2 separate regions of the Mus musculus genome follow, and region 1 is linked to region 2. The links are chromatin contacts, called in public Micro-C maps. All regions are on one chromosome and are shown on one strand. Each heading gives the region's core, a stretch centred on a gene start, on an enhancer-like site or on the middle of the called end of the contact. The rest is flanking DNA. Distances are from core to core; before and after follow the strand shown.

What was found. A called contact is a pair of places that touch in the nucleus more often than the background predicts.
Region 1: a Micro-C map of trophoblast stem cells shows a contact between it and region 2, with 3 times the contacts expected there. The contact joins two enhancer-like sites. A contact is called at or near these places in 3 of 15 datasets of contacts at CTCF or cohesin (the NIH/3T3 cell line and large pre-B cells), 11 of 484 Hi-C or Micro-C datasets (the G1E-ER4 cell line, the P5424 cell line, Sertoli cells and 8 more) and 3 of 9 other capture datasets (adipose tissue, liver and pancreatic islet).

What each region holds. Positions count from the first base shown.
Region 1 is chr17:73,988,641-73,992,335 of GRCm38.p6, forward strand. No RefSeq gene overlaps it. Among named protein-coding and RNA genes, the nearest start is that of Gm30983, 6.5 kb to the left of the region's middle. Within about 2 kb of position 1,446, at least 12 of the 459 cell types and tissues checked have an H3K27ac peak or open chromatin away from gene starts, as enhancers often do. A contact at or near this core is called in trophoblast stem cells, where this site is marked.
Region 2 is chr17:73,894,636-73,898,396 of GRCm38.p6, forward strand. It overlaps Xdh (xanthine dehydrogenase), which reads right to left. Exons shown (of 36, transcript NM_011723.3): 28 at 3,681-3,761; 29 at 3,047-3,175; 30 at 2,372-2,446; 31 at 1,109-1,161. Among named protein-coding and RNA genes, the nearest start is that of Xdh, 54 kb to the right of the region's middle. Within about 2 kb of position 2,301, at least 7 of the 459 cell types and tissues checked have an H3K27ac peak or open chromatin away from gene starts, as enhancers often do. A contact at or near this core is called in trophoblast stem cells, where this site is marked.

The DNA.
Region 1 (3,695 bases), core at 196-2,695, 93 kb after region 2:
GGAGAAAATGGGAAATAGAATATGGAGAAATAAAACAGACACAGGCCTTTTGAAGAGTGTGGCGATCACGTGGCCAGAAATGTGGAACAGTAATTCAAACTGACTAGGGACATGGGTCTGTTTCTGAAAGAAGGGATCCTAGGCAGAAGCAGGAATATTCACACTGTGACAGGAGAGAGACTATTGCAAGTGGTTGATTTTGTGGTGGGAGTATGAAGCCAATGTTTCTGTTTTGTCCCTGAGACACCCAAGTTGTCTGAGTTTGCAAGGCCCAAGGAGATTCATGCTCTTTCAAAAACCAAAAATCAATAATGTCAACAACAACAACAAAATGGAGCAGTTTACCGTGTGCCCTATGCCATTATCACTTGATTGCATGCTTTTCTTGGGGACTGTTAGCTCCATAAAAATAAAATAGTGCTTGGTTTGTTCAACACTGGTTCTCCAGTGCCTGGAGAATTAATTGTGGAAAGGCAATAAAGTGGGTTTAATTAACCACTTACTCCAGCCAACAGATGTAAGAGACAAATACCAGCCTTTTACTTACGTGACTAAGAATTATTAGTCTTCACGGCAACTCTATAAATCTAGTACTTCTTGTATCCCCCATTTTGGGTAAACTGAGGACAGAGAGATGAAGCAATGTATCACCTTTGTGTCACTATAACAAAATACCTGACACAGGTTGAGGGGGGAGGGTGGGGGAGAAAGAGACAGAGAGATTATGATTTTGGAGTTTGAATATGCAAGGTTCTATTGGGTGACTTGATTGGTTGGCCTCTGATGTGGGCAGTAGATGGCAGAGCATCCTGGTGAAAGGGTGTTTTAGAATGTGAAATAAGGAGTTACCTCTCAGGTGGGATTCAGAGAAGCTCTGATATCTCACAAACCTCTTGAAGAGTGGACCCCCAATTGACCTAAGAGCCTCTTATTTGGCTCCACCTCTTAAAGGTTCCATGCCACTTTCCCTAGGAACCAAGCTTTGAATCAAAATGGACCCTTGAGAGGCACTCAAACCACATTCAAAGTATAGCAAGTAATTTGCCCATGGCTCCAGAATTAGTAAGTAAAAGCAATGAGATTCTAATCCAGGTAGTCCTGCTCCAGGGTCTGCCACTTAAATCCTATCCTGATGGGTTCACTGCAACATGCCTGTCCCCTACCATATAAGGTGTGTTAGGGCACTGATTAAACACCTAGAGAGCACTAGCCCTCCGCAGAATAGGAACAATGGGCAGGGCTCCCTCCCTTGTTCTCATTCACTCTCCAGGAGGGAGAACCTGCTCTAGAAACCACTGCTGTCTTTGTCTTCCCTGGTTTTGCACATGAGAGCATTTCTAAAAGCAACTAAGTCATGTGTAGGCAAATCCCCAACTGGTTCTGCTAGGAACAATGTCTGAAGTTCACATTAGGCTCAGAGAGGAGCAGACACAGGAACTGAGTCATTGGCTTCAGTTAGAAAGAAGACAGGATCTGGAAAAGTCCCTGAAGGGTCAGCAGTTGCACTGAGTCTGGGAAGGTACATAGACATTTGTGGGTAGACAAGGAGAGAAAGGGCTGCTGGACAGGGGTAGGAGAAGCCCCAGAGACACAAAGGCCTGGTGAGAGAAGGCACAGCTTCTAGTGCTGGGACTTTTCAATGTAGCTAAACTGAATCCTATACTGTTTTGTTTTGTTTTGTTTTGTTTTGTTTTGTTTTGTTTTGTTTTGTTTTGTTTTGGACAGTGTGTCTAAATTTGTCCTGTGCTGACCTTGAGTTTGTCGTGTAGTCAAGGATAGCCTTTAACTTTTGATTCTCTTGCCTTCACCTCCTAAGTATTAGAACTATTGGCATTTGTCACCTATATGCATGGTGACATGCATGGGGGCATGCATGCCCAGTTTGTACAGTACTAGAGCCCAAATCTATGGCTTTCTACATGCAAGCAAACACACCACCAACTGAGCTATGTACAGCCAAGGCATTTGACCTTGAGGTGTTCCCTGAGGTGAGACTATGCTCTTATCCTTTTTCATGGTCCAATCAGGATAGCAATGGGGCTGAAGGCCAAAGGTCTCCCTCTGCCTCCTATTCAGTGCTTACGGCAAGAACCTCCTTGGAGAAGGTTGAGCTGAGCTATCAAGACATCAGTGCAGTCAGAGAAAAAGGCTCAGCAGCCACTGGCATGCTCAGAATTGCCCATGACCCAGAACCCCATCAAATTCACAGCCACTGACTGAGCTCCACCATATGCTTTGATTTCCATTGAGCTCCCATGGCACAAGATCCCTCCACTCATTCTTCTAAGACTTGCTTGCCTTTCCCCAAACACTGTGTGCAGTGATTTTGCAATGTGGGAGAGATAGGAATGATCCTAGCTATTCTGGAGTCTATGTTATTAAAGGTATGGATTAAATAACTTGCCTTACAAGAACTTTAACCATATTGAGAAAAAACAAAAAACAAAACAATAGAAGCACAAAGCACCTCCCTGGGCCCTGGATTGGATTCCAGCCAGAGTGATGTTTAAACTGAGACTTGTTTTAGCAAAGAGGAATGGGAAAGAATTCTGGAGAGGATCATGTCAGAAGACTCAGAGGTAGAAGGAAAACTTCACATATGAGGAACTGTGAAGAGACCAGCATAAATGGAATATAGTAAAGAAAGCCACAGATGGGAAAATGTAGGGGGAGGTGCTGATACTAAAGTCTGGTTCCCTAATTGAGTCTTGATTTGGTCAATAAAGAAGATGGGAGCCAATTGCTGGGCGGAAGGAACAGGTGGGACTTCCGGATCCCAGGAGGAAAAGGAGACACAAGAAAAGAGAAAAGTTTTTTCGGCCAGGCTTTGGAACAAGGAGCATGGAACTGTTATGTAAGATCTTGGGGAAGCTAAAACCAGTGGCCTCCCCCAAGGAGGTCAGTGGAGGTGAGTTGATGTAGGCTAGCTGATAAGTTTAAGGAAGAAGATTCTGTGCTGAGCAATTGTGTTAGTAGGCAAATTCTGAAGTAAACAACCTGCCTGCGTGTTTTTCATCTATAGAGCAAAGGTGAGCAGAGAGAGAAAGAAGCCTGGTTGTTGATGGCAAAGCTAAGCCAGAAGGAACAAAAGAGAAGCCAGGAGTGGGGCTAAAGGCAGCCAATCCTGGAGCTAAGCCTAGAGGGGCTAGAGCCCAGGCTGTGCTCTTGGGCAAAAGCAGGAGCGTCTTTTTAAAAATTACACACAACAGGAAAATGAGACTCTGGGAGGAATGGGGACTTTTTATCCTACAGCATTTAGTTGAATGTGGAAAGGGTTGCTGTATTTCCTGGGCAGAGGTTGGTTCCCACAGAATAATAATGAAATACACTCTCTCTTTAAGAAACTAAGAGGCACACACACACACAAAGATGTGTCCAACATCCCCTCATCACAGGGCTTTATGCATGATAGTCATCAAGTCATGCTCTACCAACTGAGCTACATTCGCAGCCTAGAATATCAAACGTTAACAAGGAAGAATTCTGTGGTAGGAGAAGGATGCAGATGTTACTGAGAACTTCAACATGGCCTCATTGATGTAGTGTAGCCACACCCTTATTTTCTCACTCCATTACAATAATGGAGTCTAAGCAGCAAACTCTGACAGACTTCCCCCTTCATTGATAACACCCCACTAAGGCATCCAATTATGGTCTGTTATCAGAATGAGCATCTGAACAGCTAAGCGTGTATT
Region 2 (3,761 bases), core at 1,051-3,550:
CTGAGTCTTGTGCTTGAATGCTCAACCGTAGGGAGTGGCACTATTAGGAGGTGTAGCCTTATTGGAGTGTGTGTGTGTGTGTGTGTGTGTAGTACGTGATAACCACATATTCGTTCAAGACATTTTAAAACAAGCTTGAAAAGCTAGCTTTAAGTGAAATTTCCCAGAAACATGGTGATGGCTAGTTTTAATTGTCAGCTTGATACTGTCTGGAGTCATCTGGGCAGAGTCTCACTGAGGGGCCGTTTAGATTGGTCTGGCCTCTGGACATATCTATGAGGGATTTTCTTGGTTTGGTTAATTGGAGTGGGAACAAACCATCCTCAATGTGAGCATCATCATGTCATGGGCTGGGCGCTGGACCGTATGAAAGGGAAGGAGGCGAGCTGAGTGTAAGCAAGCCAGCATGCTTCTTCTCTGCTCCTGATGGTGGATGTGCTGTGACCCAGTCGCTAAGGCTCCTGCTAATGCAGGACCATAACTTAGACTTATGAGCTAAACCCTTTCTCCCATACATCGTTCTCATCAGGGCATTTATTATAGCAATCGGACAGTAACTATAATCGTATCTTTTTATAACTCCAAATGGGAATGGGGGGAGTCTCTAGCTAATCACACAGTGATACAATTTTAAGACTATCAAATACGTATGTTCCCTCCTATGGCTCACTGCACTAACAAAGTTCCACCATACTCTGTATGTTGTAAAGAGACCACAGACTCTAAATCCTCCTGTTCTCCTGAGGGAAAGTCACTATGAAGAAACCCAGTGTTCTGCCCAAGGAAACATGCAGGTTGCCCAGACACATGTCGTGGTGCAGCTCAGTGCCATGTCCTATAGAATGCGGCACAGATTCGCCCTTCTTCTAGGAAACAGCATACTCAAAGGTCTGGAACTGGAGTCTTCTAACACAGCAGTTCCCGTGTTTGTCCCCTCATACTTAGTTGGTAATTGTACATAACGAAGCATCTTTAGACTGAATGAAGTCAGCGTGAGTCCCACTGACATGATAAAGGTTTTAGGGTTGCTGATTTTGTCTGGCCCTGGGCCAACCAGCATTCAGGGCTGTCAGCATGTGAGAGTGGGCAGGATGAGGATCATACTCACTTATAAAATCCAGTAGCAGACAAGCTCACTGCACTAGTGTAGGCATCCATGACCTGAGGAAGACAAGGGGCATCAGGAAGGGACATTTGTGGTAGACCCAGCCCACTACTAAGACATCGTTATTCCCGTATTGCAGATGAGGAAACTAAAGGCTTAGAGAAAACAGTTTTCGACCTAGCATCTATACTAGGCGTACAATAACGTACAATATAATATCTATATTAGTGACTGTGGATGACTAGCCTGTGTCACCTGCTCATAACGAATCCTGGACTACATAGCTGGTAACACTGGACGAAGCTCAAGTTGAGTGAAAGAAAATTATCAACAAGGCTGTTGTGAAGAATGCTCCAATTGCCTGACAAACCTATGCACAAGCCACCAGAATTAAATTAAATGCATATGGTACTTAATGACGTGAATGGAAAGGGAAGTTAAGATCAGACAGGGAGTGGAAAAAGAGTAGACATGACATGGAAGCTTGTTTTCTCTGAATCTGGTGAGATGGGTTGTACTACCATTTAGTTCATGTACAGTCCCATTTTGGTCCCTCTCCTTGGTCCCTCCAGTGTGTGTGTGTGTGTGTGTGTGTGTGTGTGTGTGTGTGTGTGTGTGTGTGTGTTTTGCACTGCTAGAAGTTGAACCTAGGACCTTGCATATGCCCATCCCTTGACTTCTTGAGACAGTGTCTTTCTGCATATCTCAGGCTAGCCTCTAGTTCATGAACTCTCTGTCTCTACATATGATTACAGGCGTGCAATATCTCTAAAAATTCTTTGTATACAGACACATCTAGTCTAGAAAGAATTCAGACAACTAGGCTCGTTCTTATTGAGATTCTCTGTTTTATCACTCCTAGCATCTATTGGGACATCTAGATCTCTCATGGATGACATTTTCAGTTGCCCCAGACTTGAAAGTTGGGTAAGAGGGCTGCCAGGGAAGCCCTCAGAGACATGGAGTTTTAAGAAGACACACCTCACTGGGCCTGATGATATATGTATAGATCCACACCTGAGTGAGCGAAGCCATCATGTGGAGGTGCTTAAGACAAACAATCCATCCTTCCAGGCTTGGGGAGGCCAGAGCTCTAATCTCCACAAGAATGAACTTGTTCTTACCCTGTGACTCAGACAGAGCTCATTGTCTCCAAGTAGGTGACTAGGCCATCATCTCCTACATGTGTTAGGTAGGGACAAAAGCCCTGTGTCACTGATGTACTTTTCCTTTGTAAAAAAGCAGCTTAGACCAGCTCAGACTTACCCAGCTCTCCCAGGAGCCTGAGGGATTCTTTTTCTTGAAGGGCTCCAGTCTTTTCAGTATGGTCTGACAGGCTTCCTGGAGGAACCCCACCAGACACCAGACACATCAGTGCTCTGCCCTCTGTACCAGGTGACACCCAAGCCACTTACACCGCTCAATGGTCTGCACAGTAGGCCACCATTAGCTCTTGTTTAGAGAGCCCTCCTGACACCATGCCTAGGCTGACAGAGAGGGAACTTCTGATGGACACCCCCCCTCCCAGGAGGTACCTCTCCTAGTCTGCTCCTTGTTTGAGGATATATCTCTCATGTGAGAAAGAAGCAAGTATCTGGGATCCTGCTGACCCCATAGTCAAATATCAATTTTAATCCACTATCTTGGATTAAAACTAGCTAGTTCCAGCCCAGGGTAGTATTCCTTCTCAGAATCCACTGCCTTCATTCTAATCCCCTCCTTCTCTGGATCCAACATTCCTGGCTTTGATAGACATGATTAGGCTGGAGTCTCTCTATTAGCTGGCCATATGGACCAGACCATCCTCCTGAATAGCAGAATGAAGTCATGACCATTGCCAATATTCTATTACAGACCATCAAGGAGACCTCTTGAGACACCTCACCCCAAACCCAGAGCCCATCCCCAGCGGCTCAGGTTTCCGCTAGACTCCTCACTTACATAAATGGCCTGGCCATTGAGGTCAGCGCTGGCAGAGGCAGCCGTGGGAGAGGTGTTAGGGACAGTGTTAGTGCTTGTCTCCGTTATATGGATCTTGGAAGTGGGGATTTTCAGAGCTCTGCTGGCCACCTGCAACAAAGGAGATGTCACTCTCTAGGACAGAGGTTATCATGGAACTTGGCTGTCCTCTTCCCAGTCTGGTAAGCTCTCTAGTCTGTTGATTCTGGAATGTCAAACCTGGCTGGGTTTGAAGGAGCACTTTTTGTGGGGTCTGGTTGGCTAAGACATCTATAAGCCCGTTTTAAAAACACTGGAATTTCTTTTTAAGTCTGGATAAACCTCAAGAGCCAAGCAGATGTTCTGATATCAATCCAGCACCATTAGCCCTCCTCCCCTTGAAGTCTCACTGAGCTGGGAAAATGAGCTATTTTCATACATACAAGGAGCTCAGAGCCCAGGATGCTGGTAATGGACATACCCTGGGGGATTATCTAGTCAGTAGCAGAAATAAGAAGGGAGAAGACTTCTCTACGGCCATGTGTGATGTTTTCTCAGGCCTGATGCTTCTCCTGGCACATCACCCAGCATCTTTCTGGACACCAGACATCCCAAATGTGGTCCCCAGGCTTCTCACCTGAACCATCTTGGTGTGAAGGCCTTGACCCATCTCAGTACCTCCATGTGTCAGCAGCACCGACCCATCCGTGTACACGTG